Linked DNA regions of Sus scrofa: region 2 is linked to region 1. A link is a contact called in public targeted proximity ligation data. All regions are on one chromosome and are shown on one strand. The core of a region is the stretch at or near the end of the contact, and the rest is flanking DNA. Distances in the headings are between cores, read along the strand shown. Region 1 has its middle 15 kb from the start of GRASP. Region 2 has its middle 34 kb from the start of ATG101.

Evidence for each region.
Region 2: a contact with region 1 is called in a targeted proximity ligation map of alveolar macrophages. A contact is called at or near these places in 6 of 47 Hi-C or Micro-C datasets (blood, embryonic fibroblasts, epiblast stem cells and 2 more) and 2 of 2 datasets of targeted methods (alveolar macrophages and skeletal muscle).

The regions. Positions count from the first base shown.
Region 1 is chr5:17,368,507-17,375,857 of Sscrofa11.1, reverse strand. No RefSeq gene overlaps it. Among named protein-coding and RNA genes, the nearest start is that of GRASP, 15 kb to the right of the region's middle.
Region 2 is chr5:17,448,572-17,455,922 of Sscrofa11.1, reverse strand. No RefSeq gene overlaps it. Among named protein-coding and RNA genes, the nearest start is that of ATG101, 34 kb to the right of the region's middle.

The DNA.
Region 1 (7,351 bases), core at 1,343-3,842:
GGCTTTGGGCAGACCGTCAGCTAGCTGAGCCTCAGCTCCCCCCACCCCCAGATGGGAAATGGAAAGATAGTGTCTCCTTTTCCTTGTAGTTGCAACCGTGAGGGTTTAGGAGCCCATTCTGCCAGGAGGCAGATTGCTGAGGTTTGAATTCCCTGGGTGGCCTTGGGCAACTTGTTTCAGCTCTCCTTGCCTCTGGGTTCCTTGTGTAGAATGGGGACAGTGGCACGACTCAAGCTCCCTGAGTTGTCAGGGTCCCATGTGTTCTATGCATAAGGCACTTAGTGCCTGGCACAGGGCAGCCCCATGTAAGTGTTGGCTATAATTAGACAATGTTTGGAGATCACTTTCCTCCGCCTTGGCTCCTAATAAGCTCTTGGTGAAAGGTAGTTGTTATTTTTAACTTCTTTCTCCTTCCACCGTCTTAATCTGCTTCATAAACCCACCTTCACTGAGCCTTGCAAGTGCCCGCTAAGCTCTCCTCTTTTGTTGCTAATCTGCTGCCACTGCCAATAAAGGGATGTGTAAATTATATTCCCCTGGTGTTTACATTCACAAAACATTTCACACACATTCCTGTCTGGGCCTCACAGCAAACGCAGGAGCCAGCAGTGCGACTCCTGTCATTGCCCTCCTTTTGCGGAGCCGGGGACAGGGTGTGATCCGTCCAGACACCTCAGCTGCTAGGGGGTGTGTCCGGGACGACGGTCAGGGTATTCCGACCTCGGGCACCGGAGCACGCCGGATGAGGCGGCCAGGGCATGCCAGCTCCTTGCCAGGGCAGATTAGCACAGGGGGCCCTCCTGCTTCCGGTACCAGGGACTGAGCGCCCACAGAGTGGGAGGAGAGAGGCCTGCGGGCTGTATCCTAGCACCAACCCAGAGAGACCCCAAAATGCTGTGCGCTGGTGCCCTCTACTGGACAGACGTGGCTTTTTTTTTTTTTTTTTTTTTTTTTTGTCTTTTTGCTATTTCTTTGGGCCGCTCCTGCGGCATATGGAGGTTCCCAGGCTAGGGGTCGAATCGGAGCTGTAGCCACTGGCCTACGCCGGAGCCACAGCAACGCGGGATCCGAGCCGCGTCTGCAACCTACACCACAGCTCACGGCAACGCCGGATCGTTAACCCACTGAGCAAGGGCAGGGACCGAACCTGCAACCTCATGGTTCCTAGTCGGATTCGTTAACCACTGCGCCACGACGGGAACTCCTGGACAGACGTGGCTTCTACCGGGCTGCAGCCTCCTAAGGGAGAAAGGTAGATACATTAATGTTCACCCAAAAAACAAACAAACAAACAAAAAATCTCTCCAGGACCTACTATGTGCCGGGAAGTCTTCTAGGAAGCACAGAGGTGGAGGAAAAACTCCAAAAGTTCCTACCTTCCAGGGAGACACATTGGCGGGGAGAGACAAATAAAAACATAAGGAACATAACGCCATATAATACGTGCTATGAAGAACGGAGAGCAGCTAAATGGCTAGAGAAGGATGGAGGCTGCTAATGAGGAAGGAACAGTCGGAGAGGCTTCTCTGAGGAGGCCACAAGGTAGCAGGGACCCAGGGGAAATGAGAAGGGAAAGCCCTTCTCTGGGGAAGAAGTCGAAGGCATGGAGGATGAGTTGGAGGGGCCTAGAAGGGGAAATTCTGGATGGGCTGGAGGAATAACGAGACCCACGTGACCAAGAGCAGTCTTGGGGAGGGGCGGGCTCAAAGATGGAGATCTCTCCCTTTCCTGCAGTTACGGCCCAAGTAGGAGGGAGAACACCGTACCTGCTCCAAGGATCAGGCGGCTACAGGCAGCGCGATAATATCGAAAATATCCGCTAACAGGTTCTGAGCTGGCTATGCCCAAGGCTTTATCACAAGCCTGTGGAGTGAGTGTTCCTGACATGATCACCATTTTGCAGAGGAGAAAACTGAGGCTGAGAAAAAGTAAACGTGATGTGCTTTGCCCAAGAATGAAAATATAAAATCACAGAGCAAGGACCTGCATTTGAGTTTGTCTGACTCCAGAAGCCAGGCTTTTACCATGGTTTGTGCACTTGGAGAAAAAAAGACAGGCCATAAAAGAGCATGCAGAGTATGGTCACATTTGCATTAAATAAATATATATATGTACATAATATATACTCTAAATACATATATATATATAAATCATTGTTTTAAAAGACTGAAAGGCAGTGCAGCAAAATGTGGTATTCCCGGAAGTTCCTGTTGTGGCACAGCGGAAACGAACCCGACTAGTGTCCATGAGGACATGGGTTCCATCCCTGGCCTCACTCAGTGGGTCAGGGAACCAGCATTGCGGTAAGCTGTGGTGTAGGTCGCAGACTCGGCTGGGGTGCTGTGCTGTGGCTGCGGTGTAGGCCGGCAGCTGTAGCTCCGATTGGACCCCTAGCCTGGGAACTTCCATATGCTGCGGGTGCCGCCCTAAAAAAAAAAAAAAGAAGAAGAAGAAGAAGAAGAAAGAAAGAAAAAGCAAAAAAAATGTGGCATTCCAAAGGGATGAATTTTGCCTCTCCTTCCACAGTGGGCCAGGGCCAGGGAGAAAGATGATTCCCTCCCCCTCCCTCCGGAATGCTAGTGTCGTTATAGCCTTAACAACAACCGCACCTCATCCTCAGATGCTCCCGTTCAGTTTACAAAGTGTCTCCTTTCACTGTCCCGCATTTGGACTTCACGACTGCTATTTCACAGGGAAGGAAGCCAAGCCTCGGGGAGGCCGCAGACAGCCTGTAACAGAGCTGGAACCAGGACCTACATCTACATAGTCGGAGTCCTGCAGGGGTCAGGTCAAGGAAAGAAGAGAGAAGGCGGAGAAGTCGAGGAAGATCTGAGAGCAAGCAGCCTGGGGGGCAGGGAAAGGACGAGGGGACGCAGGTGAAGCAGTTCCCTGGTCTGTCCAGCAGAGGGCGATGCCGCCCCAAGCTCCGCAACCGCCGGGGCCACACCCCCCGCTCCCCGCCCCTCACTGGGACGGCCCCTCGCGAGACCCAGGGAGCTAGGTGGCGCGCGGAGGGCGCCTTCCCCGAGTTCCGAGGGCTCTGCGGACGGTGGGGATGGAGGGGTGGCGGATGTAGTGGGGGAAGGGATGAAGGAAGGACGCTCAGGAGAGGAGGATGCCCCGGAGGACAGTGTGGGCGTCCGCGATGGGGTCAAGGGTGCTGGGGCACCGCGGGCGCCGCGGAGCGGGGGTGGCCGTGTGCTGGGAGAAGGTCCCGGCGGGGGTGGGGGGTGCACTGTGTCTGTGGGACTTCCTGAGGCGACAAGATTTGCTGCTTCAAGGAGGCTGTTACTCACTCAGGCTTTGCCACCTGCTTCCCTCCCAGCTCCCAGGCAAATGCAACCCAGAGTCCCCATCTCCACCCCCTGCCCAGCTAATAGCAGCCGCACCCCCAGGCTGGGACCTGCCCCCGCAGCTCAGAGCTCAGCCTCTCAGCCTCAGGGTGGGCGAAGGGGGTGCTTAGCTGCCTCCAATTCGTGCATCAAAGTGGCAGCCCACTCCCACCCCATTTCAACCAAGCTCATGGGGCTGCCCGCCCCCCAGCACCACCACCAGCCTGATCTCCCTCTGCCGACCCCTACTCCTGGTCTAAACATGAACCCCTGCTAAGGCCCAGCCCGTGCTTCCCCCTGAGCATTGGCTACACCCAGTCTTGGATACCCGTATTGTGGTCCCTAGGCCCCACTCCAGCCATGGTGGGGACACAGAGGTGTCCAGTGGGATCTCCTTGCCCTCCAAAAGCTCCCAGTCTGTGGAGGAGACATACCAAAACTGACCCCATGAGGCAGAAAGTGGTTCTGCGTCAATGGGAGGCACAAGTCCTTGGCTCCTGGAGGGCAAGGGTGACAGAACCTCAGAGGGGCCTGGGTCAGTATTTGGAGTGCCAAGGTTCTAGGTGGGCAGAGGTATTTAGAATCATCTTCATTCTACATCTAGTCAATTCTTATTGAGGGCCTGGGGTGTTGTTTTTTGTTTGTTTTTAATTTGGCCACACCCATCACATTAGGAAGCTCCCCTGGGCCAGGCAGTGACAACGCTAGATCCTTAACAGCTAGGAAAGGTCTAGGGTCTTTTAAATTTTTTATTTATGTATGTATTTATTTATTTATTTTGCTGTTTAGGGCTGTACCCACGGCATATGGAGGCTCCCAGGCTAGGGGTCCAATCAGAGCTGCAGCTGCCGGCCTACGCCACGGCTACAGCACAGCTGGATCTCAGCCGAGTCTGTGACCTACACCACAGCTCACCGCAATGCCAGATCCTTAACCCACCGAGCAAGGCCAGGGATCGAACCCGCAACCTCATGGTTCCTAGTTGGATTCGTTTCCATTGCCCCACAGCAGAAACTCCTGGGGTGTTTTTTTAAATACCCGGACCTTTTGGAATTCCACACAAAGAAGGTAAGCTGGTTGAAGTCAATGAAATCTGATGACATATAAGTTCTGAATTCATTGTTCATTTGTTCAGACATAACGCCCTTTGATCAATGTGTTTGAATGGCCCCCTCAGTGCCAGGCTCAGCAAGGGTGTCCGAGAGCTTCGGTTGGGTTGGGTGGTCTAGAGAAGGCTCCATTTTATAAGAATGTGGCAGGAGGGCTGAAGAGGTGGGCTCTAAGGCAGGAGAGCTGCCTTCACAGCAGGTGGGCTGAGGGGAGACCCCTCCTTCTACCCCACGACCCGCAAGCACAGGGCTGAGAGGTGCAGTGCTCGCAGGTCACCACCAGGGGTCAGGCGCACCTGCTCTACTCTCCAGCGTCGGTCTCATCTCTTGGCTAGTTTATTCTATGAGGAACATTCCTTGGTCTGGTGCCCTCTCCACAGCCCCATGTTCCTTTCCCTCTCATTTCTCTAAGCCTATTACTCCCTCCTGTAGGTCATCCCATCCAGCCGTCAATGCAGGACCAGGCAGCCTCCCCAACTCAACAGCCTGGCGTTTCTCCTGACCCTTGGAGAGTCGCACAGTCCCTCTCACCTCCCCAGCTTCCCGAGTGACTGGTGAGCAGAAAGTGTCTTCTGCTGTCTCACCGTTTTTCCTCCTGCTGTCTTTCAGCTCAAGTTCTCTGGTTTTGCCTCCGGGCAAAAGGGAGTGTTTATGGGTTCCTTCCTTCTATGTGTTTTTTGGTTTTGTTTTGTCTTCTGCTTTTTTAGGGCTGCAGGGTGGCATATGGAAGTTCCCAGGCTAGGGATCAAATCAGAGCTGCAGCTGCCAGCCTGCGCCACAGCCACAGCAACACCGGACCTGAGCTGCATCTATGACCTACACCACAGCTCACAGCAACGCTGGATCCTTAACCCACTGAGTGAGGCCAGGGATCCAACCCGTGTCCTCATGAGTATTAGTGGGGTTCATTACTGCTGAGCCACAATGGGAATTTTTACATGTCTTCTTATGTGTGTCCACAAAGTTCTGCTCCAAGCTCAGGTCCCTTTTGTGGCGACGGAGCCCAGTCCCAAGAGCCCTTCCCCCATTTTGATGAGAATGTTCTCACCTTACTCCAGGGCAGCACGCACGTCCGCAGAACCTTGATCCCTCTGGACCTGATCTCCTCCTCCTTTTGCTCTCTGCCACACCTCAGACCCTGCTCCCTCAGCTCCCACCTTTCATTTGCCCTCCACGCTCCCACCTGGCTCCCCACAAGTTAGTCCCACAGACTTGGAGGTTCAGTTCCTCTAAATGGTTCTTTACCACCTCCAACCTGTCCTCACACTCCTTCTTCCAGGAAGGCTTCTCTCTCTCCAGTCTAGGCTCTAGAGACAAACGAATCTGAGAGAATGCTGGCTCAGTCAGGTGCCAGCTATGCTGCTTCAACCTCTCTACCCCCTCAGTTTCTTCATCTGTAGAATGGGCTCTTGATATGCTGGGAGGCCTACATGAAGCGATGGGTGTGGAGTGCTGAGCACAGTGCCAGGACCTGGGTGATTGCCTGGGAGACAATTCTCCCTCCTTTCCTTCAGGACAGATGCCACCCCCTGTCCCCCACCTCCAGTTGCTGGCAGGAACCTGCCCTTGTCTCTATGCACTGGCTGCTTCTGCTCCCCCCCGCCGCCCCAGGCAGAGCTCTAGCCGGAGCAGAGGGCCTGCCAGGGGACCCGGGCATGCAGCTGCCATGCCGTGGGGATGGGGCAGATGCAGGGCTCTGTGGGGACCTCAGATCTGAACTGGATTTCAGGGCTGTGTCCTCACTATCGTGCAGACCCGAGTGGTGTCCACTCTCCCCCCTTGTGGCCTGGGGAGGGGGCAGGGCTCCCGCAGAGTCCCCTGAGGCTTTGAGAGGACCAGAAGGCTGGTGGGAGGTGGAGGAGGGGAGGCAGGGCAGGGGGAATACCGACCACACAGTATTCCCAGTCCCTGCTCCTTTCCCATCCACCCCCACCCCTCCACCAAACACGATCTTTGGGTTAATTTTTAGCATCGCAGCTCGCACATTAGTCACTCCCTGTCACCCACCTACACGGCAGGAGGCTGCTGTGCTGGTGCCGTCATCCCATCAGCTGAGAGGTGGGATCCAGGCCCGCCCTGGGCACCCCCTCACCCTCCTCCTCGGGATGCACACAGCCAGCCAGGAGCCCCCTTCTTCGGCCTGGGTGAGGGGTACTGCCGTCGCAGCCAACACTAGCTGCATGGGGGGCGGGGGACGGACTGGCAGGAGACAGGAGGGGAATCTATTCAGGGAGGAGAAAGCCAGGGAGGCCCTGGCAGCCCCCCACCCCCAGGAAGGTGCTAGGGTGTGCCCAGGCAGCTGGTCTCCTGGCAGCCTGGGGCCCGGGGCTCTGGGAACAAAGGTGTGAGAGAGCCCCTCCCCTAGACCTGAGCCCCCGGGAGCTGCTGTTTGTCATCACGGCAGAGCAGCTGTTCAAACAGGGAGCTTGGGGAAGCTCCATTTTCTTAATCAAATGTCCTCCCTCCCCAGGACCAGGGAGGGCAGGGCCGCCAGGTGCAGGTGCCCTGGCTGGAGCCCACCCCAGCCCCGAAGGGATTTGCGAGGGGCCCACAGATGCCAGCTGCAGATGGAGCAGGGAAGGGCCCTCCTCACCCCGCCCTGCAGGGCTGAGATGTGGGGAGCTGGTGGTCACCCCTCTGCCGGGCTAGTCTCGAGAAGGCAGCCCCGTGTATTGAGCACCTGCCGGGTGCCAGGCTCTTAGGCCCTGGAGGTACAGTGTAAACACAGCTGCGTTTCCTGCCTGAGAAAAGCAAAAGACAGCTCACAGAGAGGTCGGTATGATTACCAATTGGAAGTAAGTGCTATGAAGAATGAAAAACAGAGGCCTCAAATAATGGGGGCAGGGAACTACTTCTGATCATATCACCTCTTTTTTTTTTGTTTGTTTGTTTTTTTGTTTTTTTAGGGCC
Region 2 (7,351 bases), core at 3,318-5,817, 78 kb before region 1:
GGCCGAGCGGTTGGAAGGGACATGGTCCTGTGGCGCCATCTAGGGGTGAAAACGTGCATTGCAGAGGTTTAAGTGCAACGGAGCCGGGCCTTGCTGTAGATGTCGCCTCTGTGCCAAATAGAAACACAGAGACGGAGTCTTGGATGAAGGAGAAAAAAATAACTTTTATCGCTTTGTCAGACAAAGGAGGCCACAGAAGGCTAGTGCCTCAGAGACTGTACCCTCCTTTGGGGAAGACTCGTAGGGAGTTTTAGAGTCTAAAAGGAGAAAAACAGGATTAAGATAAGAATCAGGGCTGGAGCAAACATGCATTCCTCGTTCTTTAGGGGAATCTTAGTTATCGAAGTCGGTCAGGAGATCTGGGCGAGATCCTTGGTGTTTCCTAAAATAACAGTCCTTGCAAAAAGGCCCCATGATCAGAGATTAGAACAAACTAGGAAAGTTCCTGAAAAACATCATTGCTTATATAATCTTTAGCCCACAGGCAATTGTGCTCAGGGCGCCTAATCTTCCCCCTACAGGTGATTGTGTTTAGGGTGCAATCAAAGGAGGGAGAAGCACACCGGCTCCAAGCTGTTCAATTTTTTTGTTTGTGTTGTTTTGTTTGTTTTTTTGCCTTTTCTATGGCCGCTCCCGCGGCACATGGAGGTTCCCAGGCGAGGGGTCGAATCGGAGCTGTAGCCACCGGCCTACGCCAGAACCACAGCAACACGGGATCTGAGCCGCGTCTGTGACCTACACCACAGCTCCTTAACCCACTGAGCAAGGCCAGGGATCAAACCTGCAAGCAACCTCATGGATCCTATCGGATTCGTTAACCACTGAGCCACGACGGGAACTCCCAAACTGTTCAATTTTAAATGATCCATTTTCAAGCTGTCCACTTCTACAAGAAGCCTAAGGAAGGTTATTTTCTCTTAGGTGTATACGATGCTACATCGTTACGTGTATCCCTTGAGAGGGAACCAGGAGTCTGCCCCAAGGCGGTGCTATTTCTTTCTTTCTTTTTTTTTTTTTCCTTTTTAAATTTTATTTATTTATTTATTTATTTGTCTTTTGGGAGCCACACCAAAATGCCAGATCCAAGCCACATCTGCCACCTACACCACCGATCATGGCAACACCGGATCCTTAACCCCCTGAGCAAGGCCAGGGATCAAACCCACATCCTCATGGATGCTAGTCGGGTTCATTAACCACTGACCCACAATGGGAACTCCGTGTGTGTGTGTGTGTGTGTGTGTGTGTGTGTGTGTGTGTGTGTGTAGTGTGTAGTGCTCACACGCACTACTGTTTCTTGACTCTTCCTCTCTGGTCTCTGCCTCCCCTCCCTTCCCTGATCAGCAGCTGTCTGAACCCACCCCTTGGAACTCTGGGAAGGCCATGGAGGCTGAATGAGGCCCATTTCCTAAACACAAGAAATGGGGGACACAGAAAGGCTTTTGTGCTCAGGAGCCCCACAGGGCCCTGCTGTTTCATAGGGACCCAGAGGGATAACTGCAGAGAAAAATCCTATTACAGTGTCCAACCACCTCCCAGCATGCGTGTGTCAGTCAGTACTGTGCTGACAATTGCGCACCTGACCTGCTTCATCTAGCTGCTGTCGACAAAAATATAGGAGTTCCTGTTGTGGCTCAGTAGCTAATGAACCCGACTAGCATCCATGAGGACACAGGTTTCATCCCTGGCCTCGCTCGGTGGGTTAAGGGTCTGGCATTGCCATGAGCTGTGGTGTAGTGTGGCTTGGATCCAGCATTGCTATGGCTATGGCGCAGGGTGGCAGCTACAGCTCCGATTCAACTCCTAGCCTGGGAACCTCTATATACCATGGGTGCGGCCCTAAAAAGACAAAAAATATACATATATTGAACAACCTAAAAGTTGAATTATGTTTTTTTGGGTTTTGGGGGTTTGGGGGTTTTTTTGCTGTTGTTTTTTGTTCGTTTTTTTTGTTTGTTTGTTTGTTTTTTTGGCTTTTTAGGGCCGCACCTGCGGCATATGGAAGTTCCCAGGCTAGGGGTCGAACTGAACCTGTATATAGCTGCCGGCCTACACCACAGCCACAGAAACTCAGGATCCGAGCCACGTCTGCAACCTACACCACAGCTCACAGCAACGCTGGATCCCCAACCCACTGAACGAGGCCAGGGATCAAACTGGCATCCTCATGGATACTAGTTGGATTCATTTCTGCTGCACCACAACAGAAACTCCGAGAGTTATGTTTTATTCAGTGGACAAAACTGAGGACTTAAGCCCAGAAGGTGGCATCTCAACGCACCCTGAGAAAACCACCCCAAGGAGGTGAAGGGGGACCTAGGATATATAGGAGTTTTGTTACAAAGGACAGATAATCAGAAAAAAGATTACTGCTAATACAACTAGCTATCAAGGAGTTCCCATTGTGGCACAATGGAAATGACTCCGACTAGTATCCATAAGGATGCAAGTTCGATCCCTGGCCTCACTCAATGGATTAAGGATCTGGCACTGCCGTGAGCTGTGGCGTAAGTCACTGACATGGGTCAGATCTGGTATTGCTGTGGCTGTGGCATAGGCCGGCAGCTACAGCTCTGATTGGACCCCTGGCCTGGGAACCTCCATGTGTCGCGGGTGGCCCTAAAAACCAAAAAAAAAAAAAAGGGTTACAACTAGATAGTTCAAGTTACGGATTTTAGCACTTTTCTATATATGGGAAGATGGAAGGGTCTGGGGTCACCGAAATCATTGCTTTGATATGCCCCTCAGCTACTGGCTGGGGGTACCCTGTGTTTCCACAGCCTGAGGTTGCGCAGGGTGCATCTTCCCTGGGAGTGGCCCCGAGGTGGCAGGTGTTCTCTGTTCCCCTCCTGAGTTGCCGCAGGGTTCAGCTCACCATGGGAGGTGCTGCCGTCGCTGACTGTGGCATCCTTTATTTAGTGATACAGCAGGTAGTGTTGTATTTCTCACTGCCAACCAGGAGACAGCTTGCTGTAGGTCAGTCTCCCTAAAACGTTATTTCTTAGCCGGCAGCTCCAGCTCCGATTCGACCCCTACCCTGGGAATCTCCATATGCTGCGGGTGTGGCCCTAGAAAAGACCCAAAAAAAAAAAGACAAAAAAAACCCCACTTATTTCTTCAGGGATCCCAAGCCTTTTTTTTTTCTTCTTCTTCTTTTTTTTCTTTTTTGGCTATTACACAGCATATGCAATTCCTGGACCAGGGATCCTATCTGAGCTGCAGTCGCAACCTGACAGACAACTGCATAGCGTTCCCGAGCACTGTTAAATTGTCTGGGCTTCTGGAGTTTGGTAAGGAAAGAGAGACCTGACTGGGGCATATGCCTGTGAGGGGCCATCAGGCAGGATATTGGCAACATTCTTTTCTTTAGGAGGGGGTAGGTAAGTGTGGAGGTTCCCTTTCTAATGTGTTAAACTTTGTATATAACTTTTTACAGACATGAAACATTTTCTTTAAAATGCATTAATTCTTGAAACTCAGGAGTTTCCATGGCTCAGTGGTAAGGAACCTGAGTAGTATCCATGAGGATGCAGGGACTATTCGAAGCTGTCTGTCAGAGCATCAGATTTCAGAACTCCTAAAGTCACTTGTATTCACACAGAAAGGGCTTGGGGAGTTCCCACTTTGTGCAACCGGATTCCAACCGGATTGGCAGTGTCTCTGGAGCACTGGGACGCAGGTTCAATCCCCGGCGCAGCACAGTGGGTTAAGGATTTGGCCTTGCCACAGGTGCAACATAGGTCACAACAGCAGCTCAGAGCTGATCCCTGGTCCAGGAACTCCATATGTTGCAGGGTAGTCAAAAAAAAAAAAAAAAAAAAAAAAAAAGAGCAGAGACCAAAGCGATACAGCCACAAGCCAGCAGTTATTATCACTATGCTAAGGCACAGAGAGGTTAAGTGACTCACCCAGGGCCACACAGCTTCTAAGCGGTGGAGCTGAGATCAGTGCCCAAATTACTGCCAGTCCCCTGAATCATTACAGGAGCCTCTCCAATCAGCTAAGGGCTCCCTGCTTTGCTTCTCTAGAAACACTGCTTTGCCTCTTTCTTTCTTTTCATTTTGGGTTTCCCCATGGCATATGGAGGTCCCAGGCCAAGGATCAGATCCAATCCACAGTTGAGACCTATGCCACAGTGGTGGCAACTCTGGATCCTTTAACCCACTGTGCAGGATTGAACCTGCCTCCCAGCGCTGCAGAGACACCACCATCACATTGCACCACAGTGGGAACTCCAACTGCTTCCTTCTTTCTGAGGTCAGCCTTGTAATCACCCTCTTTCTGCCCCAGGTGCTGGGAAACTCGAGTCAACACGGCCACACGGGTACAGCAAGGCAACTATCCCTCGTAGCCACCAGTTTAGTTTCCTTCCTGATCAAGAGGGCCTGGTTTTCTCTTTTACTCCTAGTTTTCTCTCTGTGATCGCCTGCTTCTTTCTAAAGAGAATATGAGAGGCAATGTGTATTAAAGACATAACAGTAAGACCAATGCAAAGAACTAAAATGCTGGGCCCACAGGAAGAAGAGATTGTGCAAGGCTGACCCAGGGGCCACAGATGCTGTGATTAAGCCTCCTGGCAGCCAGGGCGGAAGAGGAAATCTGATCAGTTACTATCTGCAGGAAGCAGCCTCTGTTCTCCATGGGAACCAAGTTTTCCTCCTACGATTAACTCTAGTGGAAATTCCTCACACGGTCCTTGGTAGAGGGAACACTGAGTGAGGTGACCCACTGACTATGTCCTGAAAAGCCACTTTTGCAGCAAAAGGAAAGTGTATTTCATGTGACTATTGGCCAACGCCAAGGGCAGCGCCCTGAGTGACACTTGGGGAGGGAAAGTCTTCCAGGAGAGAGACCAGCGTGGTCCAAGGACAGACTCCCCCATGAAAGGGCCAGAATGCAGGGAGCCAGGCCTGGATGGACAGCTCGGCCCTTCAAAGCTGTGCCCTAAACACCCTCCACTGGCTTTGGTTTGTGAAAAAGGGTTATTTCCCAAGAGCAAGGTCCAGCCCCTCCGTGTCTGCCCTGCTGCTCTGGGCTCAATGCCCTCCCCCCACACAGCTGAGCTTGAGGGGGTAGTTAGATGGTTGGGACCATGGCCTCCTATGTCCTTGCCCAGTGAGGCAGCCTTTCCTCTGCCCTCCATGTCTGCTCTCCCTTCTGTAGCAGCCAAGGAGCCCTGACTGGTCATTGGGCACATGGACGCCCTAGTGTTTCCCAGGACCGGGCAGCTGGGCACAGCCATGCAACTGAGGCAGACCTCATAGATGTGAAAGGGGGTCCTGAGTTCACCCTCCACCCTGGGGCATGCCGTCTCCCCGCCTCGTCCCCTCCCGCTGTGGCTGGAAGCCAGGGGTGATGGTGGTGGCAGGTCAGTTTGGATGGAGCTCTCCCGTCAGCCTGTGGAGACACAAGCCAGAAAAAGTGGGAGACCCGATTCTGTACAGCTGCTGTGCCAGGCCTGGAGTGCTCCTGCCAGGATGAGATGGGGCAGAAAACCGGTTCCATCTGTTTCAGTCACTGTTATTTTGAGTCTCTGATTCGTGGCGCATGGATAGCCCGACTATTACCAGTGAACCCAGGAACTCTATGGAAAAGCCATTATCTTTTGTCCCTGGGTGCTGGGTTCAACCAAGCATCCTCCCCTGAGGCTAGGTTCCTAGCGGAGAGATGGCTGTTCCCAGTAAGGCTTTTCACTCATTGCCTCACCCTTGCAGAAACCCTGCCAGGATGGCACACTGGACCCATTTCACAGAAGGGGAAACTGAGGCTCAGAGACACAACAAAACTTGCCAGAAAGGCTTGGTGGCAGTAGGTGGCGGAGCTCATTCTCAAATCCAGGTCTGTCTGCTCCCCTGAGAGAAAAGAGCATCGTGGAGTTCCCGTCATGGTTCGGGAGTAACAAACAAATCCGACTAGGATCCATCAGGAGGCGGGTTCGATCCCTGGCCTCGCTCCATGGGTCAGGGATCCAGCATTTCCGTGAGCTGTGGTATAGTTCGCAGGCACGACTCGAATCTGATGTTGCTGTGGCTGTGGTGTAGGCCAGTGGCAACAGCTCCAATTTGACCCCTAGCCTGGGAACTTCCATATGCCACGGGTACAGCCCTAAAAAGACAAAAAAAAAAAAAAAAAAAAAGCCAAAAAGAAAAGAGAATCATTCACCGCTGAACCAAATGCAGGCTTGCTATCACTCTTAGCGAGAGAGACATGGCATCTGCAGGCAATGCCTTAGTGGGCCTGCCTGGGGTCGGAGCCCAGATCCTTGAGGTCTGGGTGACAGGTTGTGACAGTCAGTGGGCAGGTCTCACAAAGGGCACTTGGGCTCTGCGACTCTACTGAGGCCTTGTCCCCCAACAACCCACTGGGGGTGGGATGTGACAGGCAGCCCAGGGAAGAAGGGCCCTTGCATGGGCAGTGACCCCAGGCTGCGGTCAGTGGCAGCAATGTTTCAAACCTCTTCTAATTTAGTAGCGTAAGCAGCATCTGGTTTATCGTGTTCACAGAATCCATGGGTCAGGGGGTTGCCAGGGATGGGGGCTGGCGTCTCAGTGGGGAAGACTCGAGCAGCCAAGATGTCTAGGGCAGGAAGCATCATTGCTCCAGCTTCTTTCCTCAGACACCTGCACCCGGCGACTCCAAAGCTGGCCTTGGCCAGCACAGTCAAACAGAGGATCACGAGGCCCTCTTCACACGGCTTCTCACGGCGTGACAACTGGGACATCGGGAGAGCCGCGTTCCCCGAGATCCAGGGTGGCTTGGCTAACCTTACACGGCACATAGCATTGTGTCCACTGTGCCTCATTGATGAAGCAGTCTCAAATCTGCCCAGTGGCAGGGAAGGGACACAGCTCCCACTTCAATGGGAGGAGTGTCAATGAATTTGGGACCGTGTTTTCAACTGTCAAGTCCTACGGCGCCTCAGGGTCTTACCTCTGTCGGCTTATATGTATGACATCAGGGCATTTTAATGTAAAAAAAAAAAAAATTCCCCTTCAATAGCTGATGCACAAAATTCCCCTGGAGAGTTTTAGTCTTTGATCTTGAAGAAACTTTATTCGAAACAGGCCCCCCGCCCCGCCCCGGGAGTTCCCACTGTGGTTGAGCAGGTTAAGAACACAACACAGTGTCTCTGTGAGGATGCAGATTTGCCCTGGACCCGCTCAGTGGGTTAAGGATCTGACATTGCCGTGAGCTGTGGGGTAGGTCGAAGATGTGGCTCGGATCCAGTGCTGCTATGACTGTGGCAGCTGCAGCTCCAATTCAACCCCTACCCTGGGAACCTCGATATGCAGCAGGTGCAGCCCTAAAAAGAAAAATAAAATGAAGCAGCCCTCCCCAGCCCCAGCCACCC